Regions from separate parts of the Sus scrofa genome. Here all the other regions are linked to region 2. Evidence: chromatin contacts called from public Hi-C data. All regions are on one chromosome and are shown on one strand. Each heading gives the region's core, a stretch centred on a gene start, on an enhancer-like site or on the middle of the called end of the contact. The rest is flanking DNA. Distances are from core to core; before and after follow the strand shown.

The links. Hi-C and Micro-C count contacts between places; a contact is called where the count stands out from the background.
Region 1: a Hi-C map of skeletal muscle shows a contact between it and region 2, with 4 times the contacts expected there. The contact joins the promoter of WSB2 here to the promoter of PEBP1 in region 2. A contact is called at or near these places in 1 of 5 promoter capture datasets (liver), 6 of 47 Hi-C or Micro-C datasets (heart right ventricle, liver and skeletal muscle) and 2 of 2 datasets of contacts at active chromatin or transcription factors (alveolar macrophages and skeletal muscle).
Region 3: a Hi-C map of liver shows a contact between it and region 2, with 1.8 times the contacts expected there. The contact joins the enhancer-like site here to the promoter of PEBP1 in region 2. A contact is called at or near these places in 3 of 47 Hi-C or Micro-C datasets (liver and skeletal muscle) and 2 of 2 datasets of contacts at active chromatin or transcription factors (alveolar macrophages and skeletal muscle).

The regions. Positions count from the first base shown.
Region 1 is chr14:34,607,510-34,610,273 of Sscrofa11.1, reverse strand. WSB2 (WD repeat and SOCS box-containing protein 2) reads right to left here and starts at 1,309. Exons shown (of 9, transcript XM_001925977.5): 1 at 1,180-1,309. The coding sequence starts at 1,201.
Region 2 is chr14:34,528,862-34,531,561 of Sscrofa11.1, reverse strand. It overlaps PEBP1 (phosphatidylethanolamine-binding protein 1), which reads left to right and starts at 1,324. Exons shown (of 4, transcript XM_003132890.3): 1 at 1,324-1,636. The coding sequence starts at 1,502.
Region 3 is chr14:34,623,605-34,626,323 of Sscrofa11.1, reverse strand. It overlaps WSB2 (WD repeat and SOCS box-containing protein 2), which reads right to left. Exons shown (of 9, transcript XM_001925977.5): 5 at 685-785. Among named protein-coding and RNA genes, the nearest start is that of WSB2, 16 kb to the right of the region's middle. Within about 2 kb of position 1,268, at least 13 of the 83 cell types and tissues checked have an H3K27ac peak or open chromatin away from gene starts, as enhancers often do. A contact at or near this core is called in liver, where this site is marked.

The DNA.
Region 1 (2,764 bases), core at 60-2,559, 79 kb before region 2:
TACCTCTGCACCTAGCACTGAATGCCTGACTCCAGCAAACAAAGAAATGTCATTTCCCAAATTAAAAAGTTAACACCACCCCAGGGAATACCCCGATTTCAACCTACCATCCCCCCTCCATCAAACAAGCCAGGGAAAAACACAGACATCCACAATCAGAATCCTCCAGATCAAGATGAAGCTTGAACTTCACTGGAAGAATTAAAAGGGTTTCTGGAACAAATCCTGAGCCCAGGCCTGACCCCTTCTGAGGATTTCCCCTAAAGAAACTTTGCCTTTAAGCACGGGAGTATTCAAGAGCTGGAACTCCCAGAATAAATCACAAGCCCACCCCAAATTTCTATATTAGTGGGGTTTAGGGGTAATGTGGTTGGAAGGAAAAAGCCTGAAGGGCGTGCCTTTGCATAACAAGTACACCATCCCCACTGAGACTGTTCTTTCATTTGGGCTGACCCTGCGAGGGTATCCAATATTCTCTAACTTTGATACCGCTTTCTGATGACAGCTGTTAACAAGAATAGAGGTAAGCACCTCACTCACCGGTGTTTCCTAAACTTGTCCCATCATCCGTGTCACCAGGGATCAGCATCCCAGTTCCACCCCCACCTCGACGAATCAGTCTCTACTGGGAGAGGCTCACAATATATTTTTTCAATACGGACCCCAGACCCCATTTTTATGCAAGTTTGGGAAGCCCCCAACCACCCCCTAAGGCAGATACTATTATTAGCCCATTTTGTAGATACAAAACGGACTTGGATTAAGTGGCTTGTCCACAGGCACACCGCTTGGAAGGGGCAGAGCGGACTCTCATCCAGACCTACAGCGCGTCACCTGGCACCTGGGCACCCACATCCTCGGGTATCACTCCCCACGTCCCACTCGGACCGAGGCGTCGGGATCCCGGCGCCCCCCACTGTGCCAGGGGGGTGGGAAGCCGCGCCACGCAGAGGCCCGTCCTCCTCCGGTCCAGTCGGCGGCAGGAGACGGGGTGGCGGCCTCTGACAGCGAAAGCGAAACAAAGCTGGGCGCCGGGCGCGCACCCCGCCCAGGAGACGCGGACAGCCCAGGCCCCGCGCCTCCGCCGCCCCCGCCCCGACCGAATCCGCGCCCGCGCCCCACCCCCGGGAACGGGCCCGGCTCCGTCGGCGGGGAACGCGCGCCACGGCCCCCACTCACCTCCGGCCTCCATGAAGGACATGCGCGGCCCGCGGCAGGCGGCGGGCGCCTCAGCCCCCAGGGCCACCGGCCCTCATGCCGCCGCCGCGCCACCCGCCCCCGCCCCGGCCCCGGCCCCGGCCCCGGCCCCGGCCCCGGCCCTGCAGCCGCCGCCGCGCCCGCCGCCGCCCGGAGAGGCCATCAGCTGCTTCCCGTCACATGGCGGCGGGCGCGGGCGGGGACGCGCGGGGGCGGGGCTGGGGGCGGGCGGGAGAAAACCCTGGAGCCAGCTGCGGGAAGAGCGGGGGCGGGCAGGTGGAAGCAGGAGGGTTCGGCCCTGGGCGGGGGAGCCGGGCTGACGGGAAAGGGGGGGCAGATGGAGGCCGACGGGATCGGCGCGGGGAGGGGGAGTGGGTCTGATAGGAAGATAGGGAAGGAACGAGGAAAACGGGGTTGGGGGGTGTGGAGTGGATCTAACCCGGGAAGAGGCGGGGGTTGCTGGAGGAAAAAACGGGGTTGGGGCGGGCAGGTGAACTGGGGCAGGAAAAAAATCGAGGGGAGGGTCGGGGAGCGGGGCTGAGGGGAAACGAGCTGGAGGAGAAAATGGTGGGGGGAGAAACAGGGGGCGGAGGGTACACCGGTAAACCTGGGAGGAGCCAGGCTCAGGGAGATCGCAGGGATGGGGTAGAACCCGGTTGGGGGAGAGTTGGGAGGAACAGAGTGGGAGGGGAGTGACACGCGTCTGGTAAAGACTGAAGATCGAGGGAGGTGTGGGTAACAAAAAAGGGGATGTACGGCGGGGCTGAGGGGAAAACGAGGGAGGGACTACGGAAAGGCACTGGAGAGCTGAGGAGGAAACTGAGGGTGATGGGGCAGCGTGGAAAGGGATGGGAATCAGGTAAAACGGAGGGGCGAGCAGGCAGGAAGGAGGACCTGAAGACACCGGGGATCGGAAGAATCGAGAAAACAAAAAGGGAAGACAGGACTGGGGGGTGAGGGGTCCAGGAACACCGGAGGGAGGGGGAGCCCAGAGGTTAAGCGGGAGCCGAAGTAGAGGAGTAAAGGGGGCTAAAAATGGAGGATCAGAGGAAGGAGCCTCCGTTTTTTAAAAAATGGAAACCAGAAAAGGAAAGACTATCGGGAAATGGAGGGTGCGAATGAATATGACCCGGTTAAAAGGGGTATGAGAAACGGGCAGCCGGCCAGAAAAAAAGAGGAGTCAACAGGAGTAGGGGGTCCAAAAATGGACAAACTGGGTGAACTTGTGTGTGACCCAGGAGGCCTGAGGAATTACAGGGAACAAAAGTGAAAACAGGCAGAGGTAAAAAGAGGGGCAAGGGAAAGAGGCTTGTATTAAACACACAGCATGAAAATGGAGGAACTGGGTCAAACAGAACATGGGAGGTTAAGGTAGGAAGCATGGGTTTGCTTTGAAAAGGAAGCAAGTTGGAAATGGGACGGCTTTGATTAGAGCTTGGAGTGAAGTAAAGGAGTAAGAGAAGACTGACCAAAGAGAAAGGCCCTGAACAGGAATAGGGGATGGAATTGGGCCCCCTCAAGTGGGAGGTGAGGTGAGACATTTGGGGGACCACAATTAACTAAGCCC
Region 2 (2,700 bases), core at 75-2,574:
TTAAATAGTGCCAGTCATATATAATAAAAAGAAATTGGTGGCCACAGGGAGAGCAGTTTTGAGGCAGAGTCACTTGTCAACAAAGTAGGCCTAGTAACTATGGTTTGTCAACTAAAAACAAAAAACTGCACAACATAACAACTGTAAGTTGAGTTTTATTTCGTGTCTTACTAAGGACTACTGAAGACAGAGGCTCCCTTTCAGATAGCTCTGAGGAACTGCTTGAAAGAGGTAGGGGGCCAGGATATGTACTTTTATTTTTGCGTGCGCGGGGTGGTGGTGGGGGTCTTTTTGCCATTTCTTGGGCCGTTTCCGCGGCATATGGAGGTTCCCAGGCTAGGGGTTGAATTGGAGCTGTAGCCGCCGGAGGCCTACGCCAGAGCCACAGCAACTCGGGATCCGAGCCGCGTCTGCAACCTACATCATAGCTCAAGGCAACACTGGATCCTTAACCCACTGAGCAAGGCCAGGGATTGAACCTGCAACCTCATGGTTCCTAGTCGGATTCATTAACCACTAGCCACGATGGGAACTCCTGCACATTTTTTGACTAAGGGGTACATTCAATCAAGCATCCATCTTGGTAGAAGGTTGCTACTAGTCACTGGGAGCAGATATTTCAGTTCACGAGCTTAGTGCTTTTCTAAGTATGGGAAGAGGAAAGAATCTGGATTCATAAAAAAAATTCTCCTGGAGTATATCTGAGTGTTTTGCCTTTTTCTTCCAAACCGGAGTGCCTCATTCTCTTCTTGTTTTGAATTCCATTCACGGTGTATTGTAGAATGGGGACTGCAGTGGCTAACTTCATCCTTATTGAACTGGATAGACAGGTTAAAATTTTTTCCCTCAAATAACAAATAACAACTAAAAAAGAAAAAACCACCCCATCATTTCCCAGGAATCTTGTCTGGATCCAGTGGGTGTAGGGGGATCAAATATATGTGCAAATATATTTGTTGGGGAAAAAATGCTCAAAAGTTACCTTAGGTCCTCTCCCAGTTTTCGGAAACCAGTGAGCATGCGCGAAATACAGCGCGGCTGTGCAATGACACTTGTTTTAAGAAATGCAAAAGAAAAGCAAGGCCTTACCATTTCTGCGTTTAGAAAAGTGGAGCAAAAAACCATGCAAAAAGGTTTTTAAAAAAATTAAAGATAGCTCAAATGTACATCTTGAAAAAAGAGTTCTGCAAGCTCTGGCACAGTGTTTGGGAACACCGCGGGTGGCAGGTTGCAAGCGCCTTCTTGCAAAAAGAAAGGCCAATCCTGCTGCATTGACCTGGCGCGCCGGACGATCCGGGCTCGACCAATCAGAGGGCACAATGAGGCCCACCCTTGCCAGCGACTGGAGGAGCGGGGCGGGGCGCTGCTCAAGCGCATGCGCTCCAGGGCCTCTTGACCAGCGTTGCCTCCGTCCAATTTGGAAAGCGCTTTGAGCCCAGTGCAGCTTCGCTGCGTGTTACTTCTGCTGCTCTTCCTGCACTGCGCCCCGCTCGACCCTGCGATGCCAGTGGACCTCGGCAAGTGGTCCGGGCCCTTGAGCCTGCAGGAAGTGGACGAGCGGCCACAGCACCCGCTGCAGGTCAAATACGGCGGGGCTGAGGTCGACGAGCTGGGCAAAGTGCTGACACCTACCCAGGTACCCGAGTCGGAGGGGGTACAGCTGTCTGAGGCCGGCAGGCCCTCAGGCCGGCAGAGCGGGGACCCAGCGGGTGTGAGGAGGAAGTTCCAGCTTCCGTGCGGCGGATCCACCGAGGAAAGGGGGTCGCGGTTCCCGTGCCGCAGGTTTGCGGACCTTCCGGGCCCCGGGAATCCGGCACGTGGAGGGCGGGGCACGGCCTGCAGGGGAAATGGATCTATTTTCCTGGAGATTTCGAGGAGCTGGCAGTGGCGTAGGTCTGGAGACAACCTAGATCGCTGGGGTAGGGGCGGGGAGAGAGCAGTCGCCGGCGGGAGAGGTCAGTGGCTGCCCACAAGCCCCCAGAGCCTCCCCTAGGGCCAGGGGGTTTTAGGCCTTAATTTCGGGAGTAAGAGCTCCACCCGAGGGCATATGACGCATTATGTAACCAGTATTCGGCAGTTCTCGGCGATCGTCCTTTGTTTTAGCGATCTGTGGCCTGAAGCCACCCAAAGTAAGTACGTTCCGCAGCTGGAAGGCTCGAGGGTAACCGCCTTGCTTTATTTACCGTTTGGCCTTTGACGCCCAAGGCTGAAGCGCAGCCTGATTCTGGCTGCTTCTGGAGTGGAGAATCCTGACATTGTGGCAAGCTGTTGGTCTAGAAGCTCCGAGGCAACGGTGTGAATAAACTGCTCGGGTGGTTTATTGGTTTAAATGTTTAGAATTTGTTGTTTAAATATAAAGTGTCCATCTCACAGCCTCTCTTTCCCGGACTCACTGTTCACGTCTGCCCGTCTCGGCTTTCTCATTTTCTCTGCATTTTTAAACATCCAGTTAATTCAGATTTCACTTTAGCAGGCCCTAGGAAATGTGTCAGCAATCTAAAGATCCTGTTATTTCAGGTTGTACTTGAGAGAACTCAGTATCAGGGTTTAAATCCTGACCCATCTCTTTCTGTTAATAACATGCTAGGATATTAGCCCCATAGTGTTGTCGAGACTAAAATAAATAACGTATATTAAACTTCAGCTCCTTAGTAGCGTCAGTACACTTGAGTTTTTATTAACAATTTATTCTGCTTGACC
Region 3 (2,719 bases), core at 19-2,518, 95 kb before region 2:
CCACTACTGAGCTCATTACTTTCAACTTTTCTGAGAATCATTAAAAGAAGGATTTTCTTTCCTTTAAGAAAACTCTCACTTTCACATAATTCCAAACCTCAAATCAATGATTAACCACCTGGGCTGCACCAAATAGTGAACTCTTAACTTTCCCAAGTCAGTCACAGCAAACAACAGCTCGATACAAATACGAAACTCAAACTGTTCCCAAATTGTTCTTGGGTTTCCAGTACTTTTCTTTTGATAGACAGGATTTTAGGACAGAGTTCAGTAAGAAACTGTACATTTCATGATTCGAAATAGAAATCCTAATTCAAATTAGATGGCTCAAAGTAAATGTGGATCCACACAGGGGTTACAACTTTTAAAATCTAGAGTCCAAGGGGAAAGAAATCTAAAAGGCACCACTTTCCCCTTTTGTGAAGGCAAACAACCCTCCAACGACGCAGTGATCTGCTCCCAAACACCCCTTCTCGTCTAGTTCAGGTCAAAGTGCAAATCAAAAGGGAGGTGAGCAGGAGGGGCCACAGCCAATGTGCCTTCCGTGCCTCCAATGGCGGCTGCTTTGCAGGTGGATTCGAGGACACTGGCCACTCACTCTTTCACAAAACAGCCCACCTCAGACCCCCATATCTTGCTGAACTGAAGCAACACAGCCAAGGGCACCCCACGTTCGAGACTCACCGACTTCTCTCCGGCCGCAGAACATAGCATGCTGCAGTCTGGTGAGATGGAGCAGCAGTAAACCCACTGCAGGTGGCCTGATAACACCTGAATCTGTTTACCTGGCAGAGAAACGGAGCAAACAGTGAGCCACAATCAGGAAGATGGAGGAAGGCAGTAGTGCCTCTCTCCCCACAGTGTGTCCACTGCTTCTCTAGCAGCTGAGCCCACAAGCCACTTCTTTAATGCAGAGAACGACATATAACAGGATTTGTGATATAAACACCTGAAATCTATTAATACATTATTCCAGTGCCCAAAGGAAATCATTACCTACTGTTCCACCAAAACCCACAAGGTCAGTGGAATAAAGGCTATCCACAGAACAGGTTTGAGAAACTCCTTTGATAGGATAGAACATTCTTTTCAGATCCCCCAACCACCTCAATAACTTTGAAGCCTCCTTCCAAATTCCACCTTCAATTCTCCGTGGTTTACACTCTGCAATGGTTTCTCCCAGTCACCAGGATCCCACTCTCACCCTCCTCTCATCCCCCCAGGGTGTCCAAGTGAGCAGTGGTGTGGGGTAATTAGGGCCCCGAGCTCTGGCGGCAGACAAGCTCCGGTCTGAACCTTGGATCACTGTTTACTCAGCACATAACCCTGGGTCACTCATGTAACCTCTCTAGTCTCCATTTTTTAGAAAAAACTAAATGCCCATCAATAGAGGAATGGGTGGATAAAGGGTAGTATTTCAGCTGTTAATTCAAATGAAATTAAGAAACTAGATTTTCCATGGAGTACCATTTAACTATAAAAAAAAAGCAAGATGGGAGTTCCCATTGTGGCTCAGTGGAAACGAATCCAACTAGAATCCAACTAGGAACCGTGAGGTTGCGGGATCGATCCCTGGCCTTGCTCAGTGGGTTAAGGATCCGGCATTGCCGTGACCTCTGGTGTAGGTCGCAGGCGTGGCCTGGATCCTGTGTTGCTGTGGCTGTGGCATAGGCCAGTAGCTATAGTTATGATCCGATTCAACCTCTAGCCTGAGAACTGTCATATGCCGCAGGTACTGCCCTAAAAAGCAAAAAAAAAAAAAAAAAAAAAGCAAGATGCAAAAAAATGAGGAGAATATGATTCCATTTTTGCGAAACAATGACCCCAAAACCCATAAATGTAAACATGTGAGTGTAAGAATAGGACAAGTACAGAAACAAACATGGAAGGAAATATGGAAGGCTCTTGGCTTGGGTTACAAGACTGCAGGGGGCTATGCAGGAATGCAATAGACGGGAGCATGAGGAAGTTTGAGGGGAAAAGCCAAAAAAGGGGAAGAACGTACACGGTCATACATAGGCATTTATGATAAAGTCTGTGTATGTGTGCGTATACACACACACACACACACACACACACAGATACATTTTCTTAAAGTCATGGTTTTTTCACATAAGAAGAGTAACTACCCCCGAGGCAGCTGTTAGTAAGTTACGGCGGGTGGCAGGGCCTGGTACCTGGGAACAGTACTTTAGTCCCCTCCTCCCTTGAAAAGCCCTAATAACTGGCCTAGTCCCGTCTGCCCACTCTCAGCCCCTTCAGCTAGTCTTCCCTTCCCAACCGAGAGATTTTCAAGGCCACTTTAAGGACCTAGCTGCCTCTGGACATTCATTAAAGATGGCACTGTCCTTGAGCAGCCTTCCTAGTCAGAGGCCTGCCTTAGACCGTGACTACAAGCTCCACAGCAACGGGCAGGAAGTACCCAGAGAGGTCTGGGTGACTAGATGCCTTCAGAAAGGACACCACAAGCCCCTCCTGAGGTGTCTGACAAGTTATCAGGCTCATTTCCAGGAGGGCAGGGACAGGTCTCTCTTAAGGGTGTGAGGGCTAGACCAGTCATGGACTTTGCACTATCAGCGATAAGTGTGCCCTTTGTGAACTGTTCACATCACCATTTCCTCCTTTCCCCTCCCTCCAAGCCTGTGTCCCTGCCCACATGAAGGAGAAACGGCTGGGCAATAAATTTCCCTTCCCAACTAAGAACCAACACCAGAGATGT